2 separate regions of the Anser cygnoides genome follow, and region 1 is linked to region 2. A link is a contact called in public Hi-C data. All regions are on one chromosome and are shown on one strand. The core of a region is the stretch at or near the end of the contact, and the rest is flanking DNA. Distances in the headings are between cores, read along the strand shown. Region 1 overlaps FOXK2 (forkhead box K2). Region 2 holds the start of RAB40B (RAB40B, member RAS oncogene family).

Evidence for each region. Hi-C and Micro-C count contacts between places; a contact is called where the count stands out from the background.
Region 1: a contact with region 2 is called in a Hi-C map of liver, with 10 times the contacts expected there. The contact joins the enhancer-like site here to the promoter of RAB40B in region 2. A contact is called at or near these places in 2 of 7 Hi-C or Micro-C datasets (both in liver).

What each region holds. Positions count from the first base shown.
Region 1 is chr19:3,865,385-3,870,689 of Taihu_goose_T2T_genome, reverse strand. The region is part of intron 1 of FOXK2 (forkhead box K2); the gene reads left to right. Among named protein-coding and RNA genes, the nearest start is that of FOXK2, 7.8 kb to the left of the region's middle. Within about 2 kb of position 2,314, at least 2 of the 3 cell types and tissues checked have open chromatin away from gene starts, as enhancers often do. A contact at or near this core is called in liver, where this site is marked.
Region 2 is chr19:3,763,379-3,768,493 of Taihu_goose_T2T_genome, reverse strand. RAB40B (RAB40B, member RAS oncogene family) reads right to left here and starts at 2,421. Exons shown (of 6, transcript XM_048075992.2): 1 at 2,125-2,421. The coding sequence starts at 2,266.

The sequences.
Region 1 (5,305 bases), core at 1,065-3,564, 100 kb before region 2:
TACTGTTTTAAGTTGCTCAGTCTTTGGCTACACTGTCAAAACTACTAAAACCAAATACATTATATGGATATGAAAAATACTGTTACTATCATCATATTCCTTATAGCATATTCTTGGGTGCTTTGAGTTTGAGTCTTAAGCCATTTTTTTTTTTTTACCTTACAAGAACCTTCTAACATCTGTTTATGGAACATGAGATGTTTCTCACTGAACTTTGTCCTTGTTATATTATTTTGATAATGTTTGTCCCTTCACTACTGAAAACAATTGCAATTCCTTAACCTTTGTGTAAAAGTGTTTTCGTACTTAATCATCTCAGCCACTCTTCTCTGAATCTTGCTCAGTTCTGTAGTTATCCTTAGGGACAGGGTAAGAAGTATTTCAGAAAAGGCAGATGCACAAAAAAATACATCTCTGTTTTTAAATGATCTTTTCTTTGTGGTTTTCTGTTGGCTTAGGGAACGGCACTGATCTATTTTTCAAAAAAAAAAAACAATGACCTTGATAAAACTTTGATTTCTGAAAAGACAAACTTAAGTTAGAATGCTGTATCATGAAAAGAAGATTTTAAATTACATTTTTCTTACTGAACTTAATTATACTTTGTGGGTTTTTATTTAAATTTGCCTTCAGCTTTTGTTTTTTTATTTAGCTTATTCACACTTCTGTAATTTCTCTTTGATTTTTGACCAATGTAAAGGATTTTATCATGTACTTGTTTGGCTATAGTCTTACCCTCCACTCCCAATTGTCAGCTATTTTTCTGCCATCTAAACCACAACTTCTATTATTGTTTTAGTAGAATCTGCATCTGGCATGTATGATATTGGTACCACTACAGTTTCCTCCTTCAGATGCCAAAAACGTGTTCCAGATAAGCTGGACCTTGGCAACTTAATCTGCTTCATTTTCTTGGAAGGTTAGGTTTATTTACAATACCATATCATAAAGTTATGTGATGTGGGAGTGCTGGAAGGAGACTGAAGAAGAGTTCAGTTAAAAGTTAAAGTAAAAATCCTTCCATGGTGGTGAATAAACTTCATGGATTGTAATGGTGATGTTCCTCTAAAACAGAAGTGCCAGCCTTTCTGAGTTTTCATAGCAAGTTAGATAATTTTATTCAAACACCTACAGCTGTGTATGCGTAGCAAATATTCTGACAATCAGAGCTCTCAAAGAAACAAAAATCAGCAAACACCCTTTGCACAGTGATGTTCTAGGACTGATGTAGTCTAATAGCAAAAATGGAGAAGTCATTTCAGTCTGAGGTATGTTTTAACAGATACTTTTAACTGTTTACTTTGAGTTATATATGTCCTGTATACATGTCCTGACCAAGCAAACAGGTATGTAAAACATACAGTGGCAAAAATGGCAAAATAACGTGAAGAAAAATCACAGAATTTTGCTCAGTTGCAATTATAACTAATAATAACTGTGATTCTCAATGTTAAATACAGTAAATGTTGCATCTGGTAAAGATCAGCTTCTCTGATTATTCTTCAAGCCTAGTGGTAAAACCAGTAACCTGTTCGAAGTGGGCAAAGAAACTCTAGAACAACTTTTGAATCATGAGGTCCCATTTTTACTGAGGTGTTTATTTTAAACATAGAACAGTGGAGATTAATTAGCAATTTATTTGGCAAAGATTGTATGTCATCCAAGGCTGAGTTGCAAAGTAGTGGGGGTTTTGCATTGCCAGTTAGCATGCAGTACTGCTGCTGTGGCTTTTTAAGAAAAAAAAAATCCTTCTGTGGTGTTGATTTTAGAGCTGCTGCTTTGTGAATAATTATCTTCTGAGGGTGAACGGGATGTTTTCAATTTAGAGCGTTTGTCTGAATTTTGTCGTCTGCTGTTGCTTGAAACAAACCGAGGCGTTAAGGTTGCGTGCTTTATCTTTATCTTTTTGGTTGCCAACAGCATCTTCTCCAACTCCATTGCAGTTTCACGCGCGTGACCGCTCGTTTCCCAGAACCGCTCGAGGGTGACGGTCTCGCCTCCCAAAACTGCTCGTACAACCCAACAAAACGTGTTTTAACCTCAGCCGGCAAAGGGCTGTGGCGTAACCGTGAAATAATCCTGTCAGAAAACGCCGCTACGCCGCCCTCAGTCCTGCCCGGACCCGTTTTTCTCACAGAACCCTTGGGGCGGTGCCGGGATCGCGCTCCCGGCGCCGCCCACGGCCTCGTAGTGTTTACAAACAGACGGTGGAGCCGAGCCCTGCTCCGTTCCTGCCGTAAAATGCACGGCCCGCGGAGCTAAGCCCCCCCCGCTGCCTGGCTGCGGTCTATCAGAGCCCGGGGCGCCGCCGCCATGAGGCGTTGGGGGCGCGGAGCAGGCTGGGTAGCAGGGCGGAAAGCGAGCTCTCCTCACAGGAGGGACCCCGCGCCTTGGGGGGGGGGGGGTTGCACGGGTAGACCCCCGTTGCCAGGGCTGTCCTGGCTCTCGAAGCCCTTGTTTCCTTTTCTCTGAGGTCAATAGGATGCTGTAGAGTAGGGAAATGGGGTAGCGGGCAAGGTTAAACATCCAGTTGAGGTCTCCTGTGGTGCGGCCACTCCGCACCCCAAAACCAGACTCTGAAACTAGGGGAGAGACGTTCATCTTGGGGTCATTTCGGATGGAAAAGACCCTTAAGATCAGGCACTTTTGAAAGTGTTATGCTTTCTGGTCCTTTTCTGTTATTACTTAAGTAATGAGATCTGAAAGACTCCTTGGAAGAAAAAAAAAAAACTCTTGAGGTAAAACGCTATCTTCTATTAGTTCTTAATTTGAGGTAAAACACTATCTTCTCCAATTCTTAATTTGAGAAAAAACACTATTTTCTATTCTTAAGTCACTTCAAGAGTTGGCTGAGTATTTAACACAGGAGCTTCACACCATCCTGATCGTTTGCTATTTTTAACATTTTGCAGTAATTACGTGATGCTTTTTTAATACTTACCCATGACAAAAAAAATGCGTTTGTGAGAAAGCAACCGAATCACAGCATGAATCCTAATAAGTTTTACACACACTGTTAAAGTTAAGCATGTAAGGAGTTCAAGTGTGGTTATCAGGATTACTTAGAAACGTGGTCGTGCATAGCAGCAGTTTTGAGGCTGTGTTGGAGGAAGTTTTTACTGCTTACTAAGGTCTTCTCACCTAGTAAATAGAAAAAAATGTGTGCTTGGCAGGTGCTGAGGAAGGGGATATAAATATGTGAAATCTTTATTCAGTTGTGCAGGTTTTGATATTTGAGGTGCTTACCTTGTTAAACTGCATGTGAATGTTATTGAAGAGTGGTTTTGCAAATTTACTTCTTAGGTTTTTGTTTAACAAAAATCAAATCTTACTGAAAGCTTGTGACAGTTGCTGTAATAAAAAGATTATGGATAGCCCCTAATGGCTTTTAAAAGCTGTTTAATGCTGCTTGTGTCAAAGTAAGCAATTAAGGTCACTTAATCTGTTTGATTATTCATCTAGTTGCTCTGGTGGCATCCCATGTGTTTGGATTGGTGAAAATGTGCGTCTTGAGAAGGCTGCTTCACAGCTTTGTAGCCCTCTGTACAGAGCACGTGTGTAATGTGAAAGCTGAGGAAAGAAAACCCCTGGTTATATGACAGACAGTTCACTAGCCCCAAGCACAAGCAGACTGTAAATGGACATCCTTGTGTTGCTATAGCATGGGCTTCAGAAAAAAAAGATCACATCCAATGTAGTCATTTAAAGGCAGCTTACTAATTAAAATAGTATTAATAAATTAGACCTTATATAGTGTTTATACGTTCCTGTTAAACTTCAGTCAGGTTGTTGTAAGGTTAGAGGATGAAATAAGGTTTGCTGAGTCTCAGTTTCTGTGGTGCAAATACGCTGCTGCATAATTTGATGTGAACTGGAGAGTATTTGGCCACTTGGCACAGAGGGCCAGGAGAGGCAAAGTGTGGAGACTGCTTTGAGACCTTCGTTTGCTTCAGTGGCAATGGCGGCACCTCAGAAGATTAAATTTTGGTCAGTAGGTTGGAGCCCCAGTTCTGTCCTCAATAGTCAAGGTAACCATAGGGCAGATGGGGGAGAATGAAGTCTTTTTGCTTACCCTCAAAGCTGATGGAGAAAAAATTGGTGGAATAATATGTATCTGCTGTGCAGCTCCAAGATAAGGACCAGGTTATGTTCACTTGGTGGATTTCTGGGGAATGAAGAGGCTCAGAAATAGCTCAGGCGAATTGTGTGTAGATTGAATGGTCCTTCTACTTCCAACTGCTCCGCTCCCCCCTTTATCCAACAGAAAACAGAACTACAAGTGGGCAGGCTGGAATGACCTTAAAACTGTGATTCTTGTATGGTCACAAAGAAAGTGACTAAATCTGCACCAGTTTAGAAAAACATTGGCAGAAAGATGTCAGCAAGATCTTAAAATGAGTATTACTTTCGACAACAGAATTTGTTGTTTGCTCTACAGTGTTGGAAATAGGAAAGTAAACAGACTTTCTGCTAGACACTTTCCATAGGGTAGCATACTGATCGTTGGACACTCAAAAGTATTTTCAGTGTATATTATAAAGCTCTACTTGGCATTCTGTGTTAGCAACTGTTCCCTACCCCGTTCCGTTATGAAAAGAACAGGAACTAATATCAGCTTGTGAGTTTAGGATCGGATGTTATTCATAAATTAACACAAATTAAACAAAGCTGTGATTCACATAATGGAAAACGTTAAAGTATCATTAATGCTTCGAAGTTTTGCAGACTGAGCAACCATAAGAGTGGTAGAAAGTGCTGCTGGCCTGATGGGAATCTACCTGGCTGCTGTCCCAATCGGCCTGTTTCCTCTAGCTGTGGGCGTGGGAGTGTGTTAGGAGATGGAAATCCATTGGTAATGTTCAGCCGGCGTACCCCTCAGGATCCCTCACCAATTGTTAGCAAAGCAGGCACAACATTGCTATAGTCAGACCACAGCCAAGAGATTAAAAAAAAAACGTTGAGAATCTGGGAGTCATAACTGGCTCTCTGATGCTGCATCTTTTCTGTGCCAAACATATGTTGGTATAGAAGGAACTCTGATTCTAAATAACAAAGTGTGGGCAAGATTTAACTGAAGTTTTCCGTAAAAGAAACCAGCTCTCTAAATGTTGCTATATTTTTCACTGTGTCTGATGTGATAATGCAATCAGATAAATGGACGTAACTGTTCTGGAACTGTATTGTTGTTGTTTATAGCAAGCGTTGACACAATCCTAGGAGTAAAAATAAGGTTTGCCAGACCTTGCAGGTAGCGTCCACCGTGTGCTGTTCTGGCTCATACACGTAGGATTTCTACGATTAAAGC
Region 2 (5,115 bases), core at 1,172-3,671:
AGAGACCTAGTTCAATTATGAAATTGGAAGCTCCTAGCCAGTGAACTAAGGACTTGAAAGTAGTCAAAAAAAAAGTCTGTTTATCAAGCTTTTAACTGAAATTAAATAAATAAAAGAGTCATAACACCAACAGGATGTTTAGTTCTCTCCCTTTCCCTGCATCTCTATTTTCATAGCCTGCACAGATTCCCTGCAGCTGCATCCTATGTTGTCACGCTCAGGTGATGGAGGAAAGGCTGAGGGGATCCAGGCAGACAAGGGCTATCAGGTACAGAGCCCCAAATAAACTGGGCGGTGTTGGGCAAGTTCGGAAGCGTTCCAAGTTTGGTGCATTTGAGAACATCATACATTAAAGAATAAAGAAATGGATTAAGAGGGAGACAATAATTTTCTACAAACTTTCACTGTTTAAGTCAACATCCTTCCTTAAGTGAGATGCGGTGGTATGCTACGATCGTGCAAACACTGGAGCTCAGTATGCTAAGAAAATTCTTAATTATGACACTAGTTGCACAAAATGTAAAATCAGATTATATTCCATTACAGTCTCCTTTTACATCCTCTGCTTTATCTGCCCTGCTCTTTTAACGCCCACCCCTCTTTTCAGACATGCTCATCTTCTCCTGGCTAAAAGCTCCTTTCACTCTCTGTGAAACATAGACCTTTGCATAGCACAGCTCGTGAGGACCTGAATTACCGTATTTCTCTAACCTTGTATAGTTAAGATTGATAAATAAGCTGATGAAAAGACTACAGTCCATGAAGCTCTGCATAGCACTTACAACCCTGTATGCACATATTTTAAAGTTATTAATAACAATGAAGAATTTCCAAGCTGCACGTTAAATACTTACTAAATAATTCTAAGAGAACATTTGTATTTCTTGGCTGTCAAGAAATACATTCACATAGATAGCATTAGCCACGCAATTTAAACATTGTTTAAGAGCAAAGCACAAGTATCACAAGGTTTACACGCTGAAGACCAAAGACCTATGAGCTTGGGAGCAGGTCAAACATTCTCTCTCTGTTACGTCAAGATATATTGGAGACTAAAGTGCTTCTTCAGCAGAAGAATTTATAAACTTAGACTGCGTGTACAGAAGGAGCCAGACTCAGCACGCTCTCCCCAAGCTTCTAACCCTTTTCTCCAACCACTTGCAGAGCACAACAGACTTAACCATCCCAAGAAGTAATTTAGCAAAACTACTAGGCAAACAGCTTTAAATGCATGCTGATGCCTTCAAGGTGCAATGTGACTCATAAGCAATCATCCAAAGAACTTTCCTCCCCCACCCACTCCTTTGCCTTGAATCAGTACTATGAACCCACCATAATAACAAATCCTGAGTCAATGCAAAGCCTTCCAAATGAATTAACCAGTCACAGACTCATGCTAGCAGTAATTTAAAGCAATGGGTAATTTTACAACATAACTTGCTTTTTAATATCCCACGCAATATTTTTGCATGAGGAAGAAAATTGTGATTAGAGAGTTGTGCTCTAGGAAAACAGACTGGGGAAGTGAAAAGACTAGGAAGAGATAGAAAGTAAAAATCCCTTTTACCAAAGCCATTATAATCTAGTTTTACATCAGTTTGCAATGAGCACAACTCTTTATTTTGCAGAGAGAACACATCTGGCATGGAGGAGGCTCTTCAGTGTCGCCCTTTAAAAAGCTGAAGCAAAAGGACACGCTGCAAACGTGAACCTTGGTCTTAAAGGGCTGCTCTTCTGGAACGAAAAACATGACGGGGAGAAAAGGGAGAGAAAAACCTCCTTTTCTGCTCTTTCAGTGAAAGCAATCTCACAGCATATACGGTTGCTGATTAATAGAGCTCCTTTACTAGAAGATTTTTGTCAGGATTTCCATTTTGGGGGCTGGAGCTGGCTGACCTTTGGGGTCCCTTCCAACCCGAGCCGTTCAGCGACCCTCTTCCCCCAAGGTGCACCTCAGCGATCCTCTTCCCCATCTCTCCCCCGAGGTGCACCTCAGCGCCTGGCCCCGGGCGCTCCGCACCCAAAGCCGCCTCCCTCAGCCCGAGCCGCCCCTTCCCCGTTAGGGGGAAGCCCCTAACCCCAACCCCAACCCTAAATCCTAACCCCAACCCTGACGGCGCTCACCGGCGGGGTGCCCGTAGGGGGACTCAGCGGCGCCGCCCTGCAGGCTGCCCAGGATCTCGCCCTTGCCCACGTCGCTGTCGCCCACCAGCAGGAATTTCAGCAGGAAATCGTAGGCTCTCGCCGGGCTGCCCGCCTGGCTCATCCTCCGCCGCGGCTCAGCTCCCGCGGCCCATGCCCTCGGGGACCGGGGCTGCCGAGCTGCCGCATGCCCGGGGCTCGCTGACGGGAGGCGTCGGCGGCGACGGCCCCGTCCCCCTCCACCGGCGGCCTCCCGCCGGCCGCTCTCTGACAGAAACCGCAGCCCCGCCCCCCAGGCTCCGCCATTGGGCAGCTCAACTCGGCCCCCCAGTTGCTAGGGAGATCTAAACACGCCATTGGCTCTCTAGCCCATCAATCGCGGGGGGTCTCCCCGCCCCAGAGGGGCGGTGCACCGAGGCCACAGGTTCGAGTCCCAGCCCAGGCAAAAGAGCTGCTAAAAGTATAGAGACAGCAGGAGGGAAAAGCTCACTTTTCATGTACCACGAGCAGCGAAATACACTCAGGAATTTTCCAAAATTAGGTGCAGTAACGCATAGTAACCTCTAAGCCCAGATGTTGACAGGAATATCTTATTTCTTACACCTTCCCATACTGCAGGTGTTCACCACCCAAGCTCTATGCTAGGCCTTCGTGACCGTCTTGTCGTTGGCTTGTAGCCTGCCAAATATGATTTGAAAAATTAAAAAAAAAAAAAAGCAAAACAGCCCCCCAAAAAGGCCACAAGCCTGTTAGCCCTATATAATTCCCAAATATGAAGAGAAAATTTAGTATAGTCAAATCTGTACAAACACCCATTTGTACAAAGACAGAAAGAAACAAGAAATATTGCTGCGTGCACAAGGTGTCACGCCAGGTGGAAACTACAGCTTCATGACATTTAGGGATTTCTTTTACTGGAACAACTGCCCCACACAGGGGCACACAAACTTTGCCCAAATCACATCTAATTCCAAGGAAGTATTACATACACCATGCACATTGGACCCAGTCTGCATTATCTACAGCCAAATATAAACCTTAATTGAAATGTGTATGTATGCATCTTATATTTCCACTCAAAATAAAAACCAAGCCCTTGACTAAGAAAATCTGTTTGTATGGATACGATGCAATGTCAAGTTATTGATCTCGGGAAAAAAAAAAAAAAGTCATAATGTGCTTATTTCATGATTGCAAAGAAAGCTATCAACTCATAAATACCCTGGTATCGTTCCTTGCTGTTATTAATACAGTGCAACAAAGAGACGACAAACAAAGGTTCCTGCACAGTTCATCCGTGGACACGAAAATATCACATTGCCCACGTAAGACAGGCCATTTTTTCAGTAACATTGCTATGCATCCAATAGTTACGCATTGTTTATAATCCAGTCATTATTTTATGGAACCAAAGTCCTGTTGGAGGTGGGGACAATACATTTGCAACAATAAACTACAGTTTCACAGGCTCACGTGTTTTATTGACAAAGGTCCACAAAAGGATGTGTGCTCCTCTTCCAGATGTGTCATCTGTCTGAGCTTATGCTTCATTTTAAATTTGAGACAGGCTAACTGCAGTCATAGAAGTCATTTGCTCTTTTCCTGTGGAAGCAACTTCTAGACAGATGGAGCACAGTCCTGGGCACCAGGAAAATAGTACCTGAATCCCAATTCTAACAGAGATTTCCTTTAAAAACTCAGCCAGCTTACTCAAAATTCTTTATTCCTTAGCTTTCCAGACCTATCAAAGCTATTTGCCACAGCTAATGCAAAGGCGTGTCATGGGATTTGAAACACACATTTCAGTGGAGTGCTTAGAGATGCCGTTAGAAAAAGGATGAAGTACAAACTAATCACTGTATCTTGTTTTACTGAAATTGTGTTTGATTTTTCCCAAAGTTCACTATGGAAGAGAACAAACAAAAAATAATAATAATAAAGCATTTTCATAACAATAAGCCCATAACAATAAGTTTGTGTGTTTTTTTCATTTGTTTTTTAAATATGAAGTTTTCAATTGTTAAAAAATAAAGAAAATGCTTTTCAAGTGCTTGTTTTGATGCCATAAATAGTAGAATTCTGAAATGTTTCGATTTTTCTGAGTATTTCCACTTATCAGACATTTATGTGTAATCATGAATAGAACACAGATCTGTGCCAAGCCCAGGTTTATTTTGAGGGCAGCTCGTGGCTGTACTTTATACAGGAACTAGGAAGCTAGAATACACCCACAAATCCTTAACCCATCATCTGACTGAAAAGAGAAGAAAATGCATTTTCTAACCCACTTTCAAGCAGTAAGACAACCTGTTCAGGAGCAACTGAAAGTATTCTTTTTAAAAGAAGAAATAATGATACACATTACCACTCTTTTATTGCGCCATACACAAGTAGGCTAGGCTCAAGTCAGAACTGCAAATAATAACCTCTTGATCAGGGTTTATTAAAACATCCAAATATCCTCTCAAACATCCAATTGGCAGCTATACTTATTGAAAACAAACAAAACAACAAAAAAGCCAACACTTTTTTACCTTCACTTATTACTAAAATGATTTTTTTTTTTTAAAAAAAGAACATTCTCAACTTTTTGTTGACGAGCAGAAATTTCTGAACAACTAAACACGTTGGCAGTATGGCAGAGTCTGTACCAAAAACTGAAGAAGACAAAACCCAAAAACTAAACCCTGGAAAAAAAATCTATTTTCTCTTTCTGCAGCAAGTAACAATTCTTCTGGCTTTGGTCTCACTTTCATTTAGATTCCACCCCAAATCAGATCCATGAAATAGATACAGAAACTGCTAAAAACTAATCCATGAAGGCATTAATTCCACAAAGAAACAGACACAGAGACACTTACTCCAATGTCTCTGCATAATCAGAACAATGGCCAAATTCTGCTCTTAAGGTCTATTCCAGTCTGTTATTTTGGTAACAGAACTTCTCCGTTCATTTCCGTTTATCTGCTCATA